Linked DNA regions of Arabidopsis thaliana: region 2 is linked to region 1. The links are chromatin contacts, called in public capture Hi-C maps. All regions are on one chromosome and are shown on one strand. The core of a region is the stretch at or near the end of the contact, and the rest is flanking DNA. Distances in the headings are between cores, read along the strand shown.

Region 1 (3,821 bases), core at 821-3,320:
CTTGTCAGGTGAAATTCCTCGAGGTCTCGGGAAACTCTCGTTTCTCTCCAACATCAACTTCTCCCACAACCATCTAGAGGGATTGGTGCCACAAAGCACACAGTTTGGAAGTCAAAATTGTTCTTCATTCATGGGTAATCCCAGACTCTATGGACTCGATCAAATTTGTGGAGAAACCCATGTCCCCATACCTACATCGCTGCACCCCGAGGAACCTTTGTTGGAACCGGAAGAGACAGTTCTGAACTGGATAGCAGCTGCAATAGCATTTGGACCTGGTGTGTTTTGTGGATTAGTGATTGGACATATTTTCACTTCATACAAGCACAAGTGGCTTATGGCGAAATTTTGTCGAAACAAGCGCAAAACCACCATAGGTACTTCTTAACACTATCTCTCACAGTTCCTCTAAAAATTCATCTAAGTTGTTGTCGAGAAACTACCTCGTCATGTGTTTGTCTTTGTGATTTTTTTTCTTTTGCTTTGTAATTTTATGTTTGTAATATTTTCTCACCATTTGGTAATAAAATATGGTTCGTGTGATGGTCTATGTTTCTTAGTTATCACAATTTGGGGCTTGAAGCTTTCTAACAATCAATCATGCCATCTCTAAGTTATTGCATTTACTTTCAGAAGTAATACAAATTGTAAATTATTTTTTTAAACCAAAGAAGGTTTGACAAACAATTTTCCTAGCTATGAGTTTGACAAAACTTGGAATGGAAACTCTGACCTGAAAATCTCACGGCAGGGCAATCTCTTAGCTTCGTGCAGCTCTCTTCCCGCCACGGGCTTTGCTGCTTGTTGCCTTTTTTGAGGCTTCTTCCTCGCTCTTCTCATCATCACTTCTTCCACTCTCAAAGCTTTCAGCTTTGTCTGTCGACTCTTCCTCCTCAACTACTCTCACTGAATCTTCTTTGTCCCTTAGTGCTCTCAGTTTTGCCTTCTTTGCATTTAAAACAGAAAGAAACTGCATTGACAAAAAAAAGAAGTAACTAACAGATCATAAAAACCAATGACTCTAGTTTAAGCAAGAACAAACCACGATGTGGATATTAAGCAGAGTAACCAAGGTGATCGAATAATTCATACCTTTGCATAAGTTGCACTCTCAAACTCTGTTTTTTCGTCACAGAGTTTTTCACCTTGCGCTAGACATCTCTCAGCTTCACTTCTCATCTTCTCAAAAGATCTCGTCTTGTTCACCACTTCTTCCTGTGTAAACACTAAAGTATTGAGAGATTGACACATATCTTCCAAACACAAATCAAATTGCCATTTCTAACAAAGCATAGATCAAAGAACTTAAGCTCTAATTCATCATCATTCTCAAACATCACAACAAATCCTCACAATTCAGAACGTACAGTATAAGAGTCATACACTTAGCCTTATGTTAGCCTCCATAAGAAAATCCAAGATCCCAACAGTGATCTTCTTGCTATCATCTGATGGTTTACATTTCCACCTCCACTCAAGTTTAGTCCCTTCCTTCTCAAACGTCCAAGAGAGCTTTAACCAAAACACAATCAAAGACAACAACAACATCCAAAAATCTCAGGCTTACTTCAAAACACTAACGAATGATCCAATAAGAAGATCACTGACCCGTTTAGATCCCTCTAGAGCATCGGAGAAACTATAGACCGAATTAGGTTGTTGAAACCCTAAGTATTGCTCGGCGAGCTTTAAATACTCTGACACAGGCTGGTCCCATTGTGCTGCTCTCTCCGCCACTTCCTCCTCCGTCGCTTCAATTTCGAGCAAAACCAAAATAAAAATCAGATTCGAAAAACGCTAGAGGCTAAGTGATAGTGTGAATTTAGGGTTTTTTTGTTTACCATTGCAAATCCAAGAGGAGGAACCATCGGTGACGGAGATATCGAAACGAGAATTATGCCAAGTGCCTTTGACGAAAATTGGATCGGCGCCGGAGATTTCGAGACGGAGACAAGTGTGTTTCGTTTTCTCCGATTCAACCATTGTTTCGATAAAAGTCGTCGACGAAGATTTTGAGTCAACTCCGATCATAATAATGTCTATAATTTGTTTTGGTTTTGCTTACGTGGATGCTGAGTCAGCTTCGGTATTGTTTTTTTTAAAATATATTTAGTGATTTTACTTAAAAGAAGTTGTTAAAAAAAAAAAACTCCCATTACATATAGACAATTTAAGTAATTATTAATTTTTTTTTATTTTTTTATCACAAGTAATTAAAAATTAACAAATTACTGTTTTCATTCAGTAAATTAATTAGTAATTATTACTTTGAAGCTCATCAAAAGATTGAAGAATATCTAAATTAGTTTGGCAAATCTTTGTATTTTGTATCCTAACCGAAGCTTATCTTTAATAAATAAAAAATCCGTTAAATGTTGTTACTTACATTTCTTTTTAATTTTTTTAATCATACTTTTTTCTAATAATATACATATAATAATAAAAATGCCTTTTAAAAGAAAAAATTATATTATGTGTTTTCCTTTTTAGTATATTGAACTCAATAAGAAAGTAACTCCACCACTATTGTTGGATGATAAACGATGTTAATATGGCATGGCACAATCGTATGATAAGAGTTCATGCAACTGTGAATGAGACGAAATGCAGTTATACGGATTTGAAATTTTTTCTAAAGTTTATTCAGGTCGCGCCTTAGTGGATTTTATACAATGACGTGATTTTTTTTATGTATAATGTAAAATTAAAATAAGTAAAACTTCTATAAATTAACAGTCGCTCATCAATAACTAGAGTCTTGTTTCTTAAAGACGATGACGACCTATTAAGTTATCTTAATGAGAATGTGGACGATATTGAGCCCGAGTGGTTTATTCTTGACATTTCCACCATTCGTAGTGCTATGATTGGAGCAGCGGGTTGGCCTTCGTCCATCCCCAACTACAATCCCAAACATATCATTGAGAATTTGGGGTGTAGATTGTTAGGACTTCAATTAAAGCAGCTACATCATTAATACATAATTTGAACGGATCAATTGAGGAGAAAGCTGAAGGATGTGGTTACACAATTTCTAGAGTTTTCACACAGGATGAGGATACAATTCATATAACTAAACTCTGCAAAACAATACAAAAAAAATTGATGTAGTAAAATAATATAATTGAACTCTGCGTAAAAAACCAAACAATACTAAAATCATATTTTACTAAATTTTCTTACATATATTGATATTAATAAGTTTATACAATTCTTAGTTTATGATACTAATGAAACCATATATTTCTATAGGATTTTTGAATAAATTATTACTTTATTTATTTTATCAAATAATGTTAAATATTATATTCACTTGACTAGAAACCAAATTTTTTTATTAATTTATAGTGATTACTAATTTATCGAATATTAATCAATAGATGTTTTTTGTACAATTTATTCACATGTTAAATTTAAAATTACAATTGTGCTCACTTCATTTCTTTACTTAGTCTACATTATCTGGATATCGTATAATTATTAAATCGTGTTCATCATCACTGTAAATATACTATTTTAGATTTAACTTTAGTGAAATATGCATATAAACATTAACATGTTTTAAGTTGATTTTCATATTTAAATTTATCTTATTGTAATGTTGATTTTTTTTTTGGCAAATTGACAAATTTATTTTGATTGTTCGAGCATAAGAAAATAACTGGTTACTATTATAAGGTACATGTTAAACTATTAATGATGTCACAGAATCTTAATTAACAAATGTATTTGTCGCTAAAGACTTCAGACTTCTAGTTGTCTTTTTGGTTTGTAAAATATTTTGAAAGAAAATCATGTTTCCAAAAATAATTTGATACAAA
Region 2 (3,899 bases), core at 825-3,324, 160 kb before region 1:
TTCGGGGTTTTGATACACGCAGACCAGTTCACAGCAGATCCACCACCTACAGTTGCTCCAGCCAACACCATAAAACTCCCATCAACACTCGGGAGAATCCCTCCATTCTCGTAGAGTTTATCCAAGCCAGGACCTTCGAAAGGACGATGTTCAGAAGGCGTAAAGTAGCTTCCTTTTTCAAGAACAACCACTTTTAAACCAGATTTCGCTAGAACAGAAGCTGCTACGCCTCCTCCTGAACCAGACCCGACGACCACAACATCACATTTTATTCTGATCGCATCATGCTCCGTGTCAAGAACCGCTTCTAGGCCTTTATGAGCAAGTGATTCAAGAAGAGTCTGCTCTGTTTCTTCCATCGTCTCCACTATCCCTTTCTCAAGTGGTCTTTCGTTATGAGTTTCAGAAGGTTTGTTCTCATCGGGGTTAACACGATACCCTATGGCTTCCCATGCCGGGTTTTCGCCATTTGGATTCACCTACACAAAAGAAACGACATATCCATAAATTCTTGAACATTTTCTATAAGTAGCTCTGTTTTTACGACAGAGTTAACATATATAATATAGGCTCTGAATCCGGATTTTGGTTTAGTTCACGATTCTCAAAATTTTGGATCGGTTTATTGTAACCAAATCAGAAAATGATCTAGTTAAATCGCTTGGTACTCATTTAAGATCAAAGTTTTTAATAATGGGATCAAATTGTTTATGTATAGTAAAATAGTAAATTTTAGTTATAAACAAATCTCATATGAATACGTTACGTACGGTTTCAGGTTTAAGATTTTCTAATTTTAGTATATATGAATTTGGATGATTTTTTCCTTAGAGATCATCATTAATTTAGAAAACAATAAAACTGATACGTTTTCTAGTTTTTTTTGGCTCTATTTGTAATCAATTTTTGGATTATATAGAAAGTAAATGAATTTAAACCATGCGATTCTGTTTTCGATTATTTGGATTTGTACTAGACTGTTTTATCCGGACAGAACAACATAATCTATGTGGTTGAGATAAGGTTTGGAGAAAACAGAGAGAATTTGAGACATACCCGGGAGAAGAAACAGAAGAGGAATGCAACTTTGATGTAGACAAAAGCAGCTCTAATTGGAGTCAGAATCCAATTCTTGAATTGTTTCTGAAGTACTCTTTCTCTCTTCTCCAACGAGAGCTCACTAAATTTCTCGACAAAAGGCCATCTTGAGACCAAACACTCGGTTCCACAAATGAGAAGCGTCCCAAGCCGAGTAGCAAGCAAGAACAATATAAGCCTAGTAGCAATATAAGCTTCTATTGTCCCTCGTTTCGTGACCAGCTCAATGCTCTGCATCCATTAACAAATCTTTCACTTTTTACTCAAAACCTTAAGGTCTTTTTAATAACCGCAATTAATTTTAGACCGAAACCTAGACTAATAATATTCACGTTAAAAAAACAAAAAGAGCTAGATATTTTTGTCATTTAAAAGGTCTATAGAAGTCAAAAGAGAACCACAAGGATTTTATTGGAACTCGATCAATACGAATCCTTTTAACTAATCGAACAAATCAAAACAAATCTTCAAATATCACACGTTCTTGATTTGTGTTTTTTTGTTTGAAAGTGTCAAAACTTTAGCATTTTGTTAAAAAAACAGATCATTTGATGAATATAAAGAAAAAGTGTGTGAACCTGGCGAAGGACAGGAGTTTTAGACCCAGAAGTTGAGTAAAATGACCGGAGAGCCTCTTTGTTCCGATGGTTATCACCTTCACCGGAAAGCTCTTCCGGCGGTGGCTGCACTGAAGGCAAGACAGCTTCACAAAAGCTAGCTAAAGATTCCATCTCTGCCACCGTGATGTCCGGGAGACCAAATTTTCCGGCGACTTTGTACTTATCCATCACACAGTTTGCTTTGATATGATTAAAAAACAAAACTGGGAAAGTTCTTAAGATTTCGAAGCACAAACTCTGTTAGTATATATATAGACACAACGTTACAGCTGTCGCGTTACATAAAAATAGACATATAAAACAAAATTGCTAAGAGAACCCCAAAACTTGTTTTTAACTCTTTTTGATGATTACGTATTTTTATCTGTCGTTTTAGATAGTAGATGTATGTATTTTTCTAGTTTATACGACAGTTTGTCGTATTACTAATTATGATGATAATTGACAATTTAAATGTATATGAAAAAGTTGGACCAAAATTGATTTTTCTTTTTTGTTGTTGTAAATGGTGCATATCTACCCACGTTGTTGTTTCTTTCAAATTCTACTTATATGCCGAATTTTATTGGTATCATCTGATGTAGATTGAATATATTTCTTACGTACAATTTAAGATGATGGTTATTTTTTAGGGTCCTCATGTTTAGAGTCTCTAAGATAGTGGTTAAAAACACTTAAAATTGCAAAATATAGGGACTAGTATGTAGTTAGCAGAGACTATTATGGGGAAAGTCTTTTTCAGTTTTCTAGATTACAACATGTGAAAACTACAGGCAACGAAAATCGATTAGTAATTAATAATTAAGTAATGATTGAAGAAACATAACAAAGGCACAAAAGAAGAAAATAGTCAGAAAAGTTCTCATAGTTATGGAAAACAATCACGTGTGATACTCTTTCTTTTTTTTTTTTTTTTTTTGTTTGACAACTGCGATGCTCTAAACACCACAATTTGAAACTTGTGATAGCCAACTTGTGAGTTAATGCACAAGCCCCGTAACGTTTTACACAATCTAGCTTTTCTTATTCGATATACGTGTACTTGATATCTTCTCACAAAAATTTGTAAATATTATATGAAGAAATTAATACACATTAATATGTATATACAACATCTGATCGGTTATCACGTATATATCAAAACATATTATATCTTTGGAGAGGTCATGCTTGGACCATTAGACAAAGTCTTATTTGGTTTACGAGTTTTTTAGTTTGTTAATTATAATGTAAAGTATATGAAGTTGTAAAATTTACTCTAAAACAAATCTAGGGACTCGTCAATTAGGTGAAATTCATGGGATCGTCAATTAATATTTACTCAAATTAGTCATAAATGTTGCTTAGCTGCAACGAAATTGATTACAAACTTTTTTGCAGTGATTTTTTAGGTGCTTCACTGGTTAGCAACCATGTGCTAGTGATCATCCATAAAAATTATCTCATTTACTCATCCAGTATTTCATGAATTCTCAAAAATACTAATTATTGATTGTTGACCAAAAAAAACCCATATATTGATTACAAACCAAACGATCCCAGGCCGTTTTGAATTTGCTAGAAAAATAAATACATATATACACTATATGCTTAAAATTTCAATGGACAATGCGTTGCCTCATTTAAGATTCGAAGAAACTAGCATTATCAAGGAAAATGTTGAGTGACTTCCAGATAATTTGTTAAATTTAGTTGACATCGATTAGACAAAGAATCGATAAATTACGTATTGATTCAAATTTCATATTATAGACATCCACAAAAAAATAATATAATTAGTCTGGCCCTACTTTTGATTTTGCAACAAATTTGTGGGAATCAGTGGAGCCAATCAGTTGCCTCCACGTCATCGTTTGCACGCCATGTTAGCCAAAATGTGGTCATGCATCCCATCTAACAAGTCAGGTGTAATCGAAGCATCCGAGATCTCGTCAGACAAAAAAAACTCTAAAACGATAACTAGTTTTTAGTGTAATCTAAGTTAAAGTATGATTATTTACTAATATATATTCTGATCCCAAAGGTTTGGTTAGAAAATTTCCTCAGCATGGGTTATCGGTACATATATAATTGCTTGGTGATAATGATATGTTTCAGCTTAACCAAATAAAAAATGCAAAATAATAAATAAATTTTACCGTGGTGGATGAGCTAATTAGAGTGTACGAGGTACATATATAG

The links. Capture Hi-C pulls out chosen DNA fragments and counts their contacts.
Region 2: a capture Hi-C map of root shows a contact between it and region 1, with 2.9 times the contacts expected there. A contact is called at or near these places in 1 of 26 Hi-C or Micro-C datasets (seed embryo) and 2 of 3 other capture datasets (root and seedling).

What each region holds. Positions count from the first base shown.
Region 1 is chr3:8,218,931-8,222,751 of TAIR10.1, reverse strand. It overlaps XRCC4 (DNA ligase IV-binding protein), which reads right to left and starts at 2,070. Exons shown (of 6, transcript NM_001161167.1): 1 at 1,842-2,070; 2 at 1,609-1,751; 3 at 1,384-1,512; 4 at 1,093-1,215; 5 at 734-970. The coding sequence starts at 2,031. The coding sequence ends at 761. RLP37 (receptor like protein 37) reads left to right here. Exons shown (of 1, transcript NM_113212.1): 1 at 1-388. The coding sequence ends at 388.
Region 2 is chr3:8,380,847-8,384,745 of TAIR10.1, reverse strand. FAO3 (fatty alcohol oxidase 3) reads right to left here and starts at 2,074. Exons shown (of 3, transcript NM_113244.3): 1 at 1,677-2,074; 2 at 1,057-1,329; 3 at 1-479. The coding sequence starts at 1,886.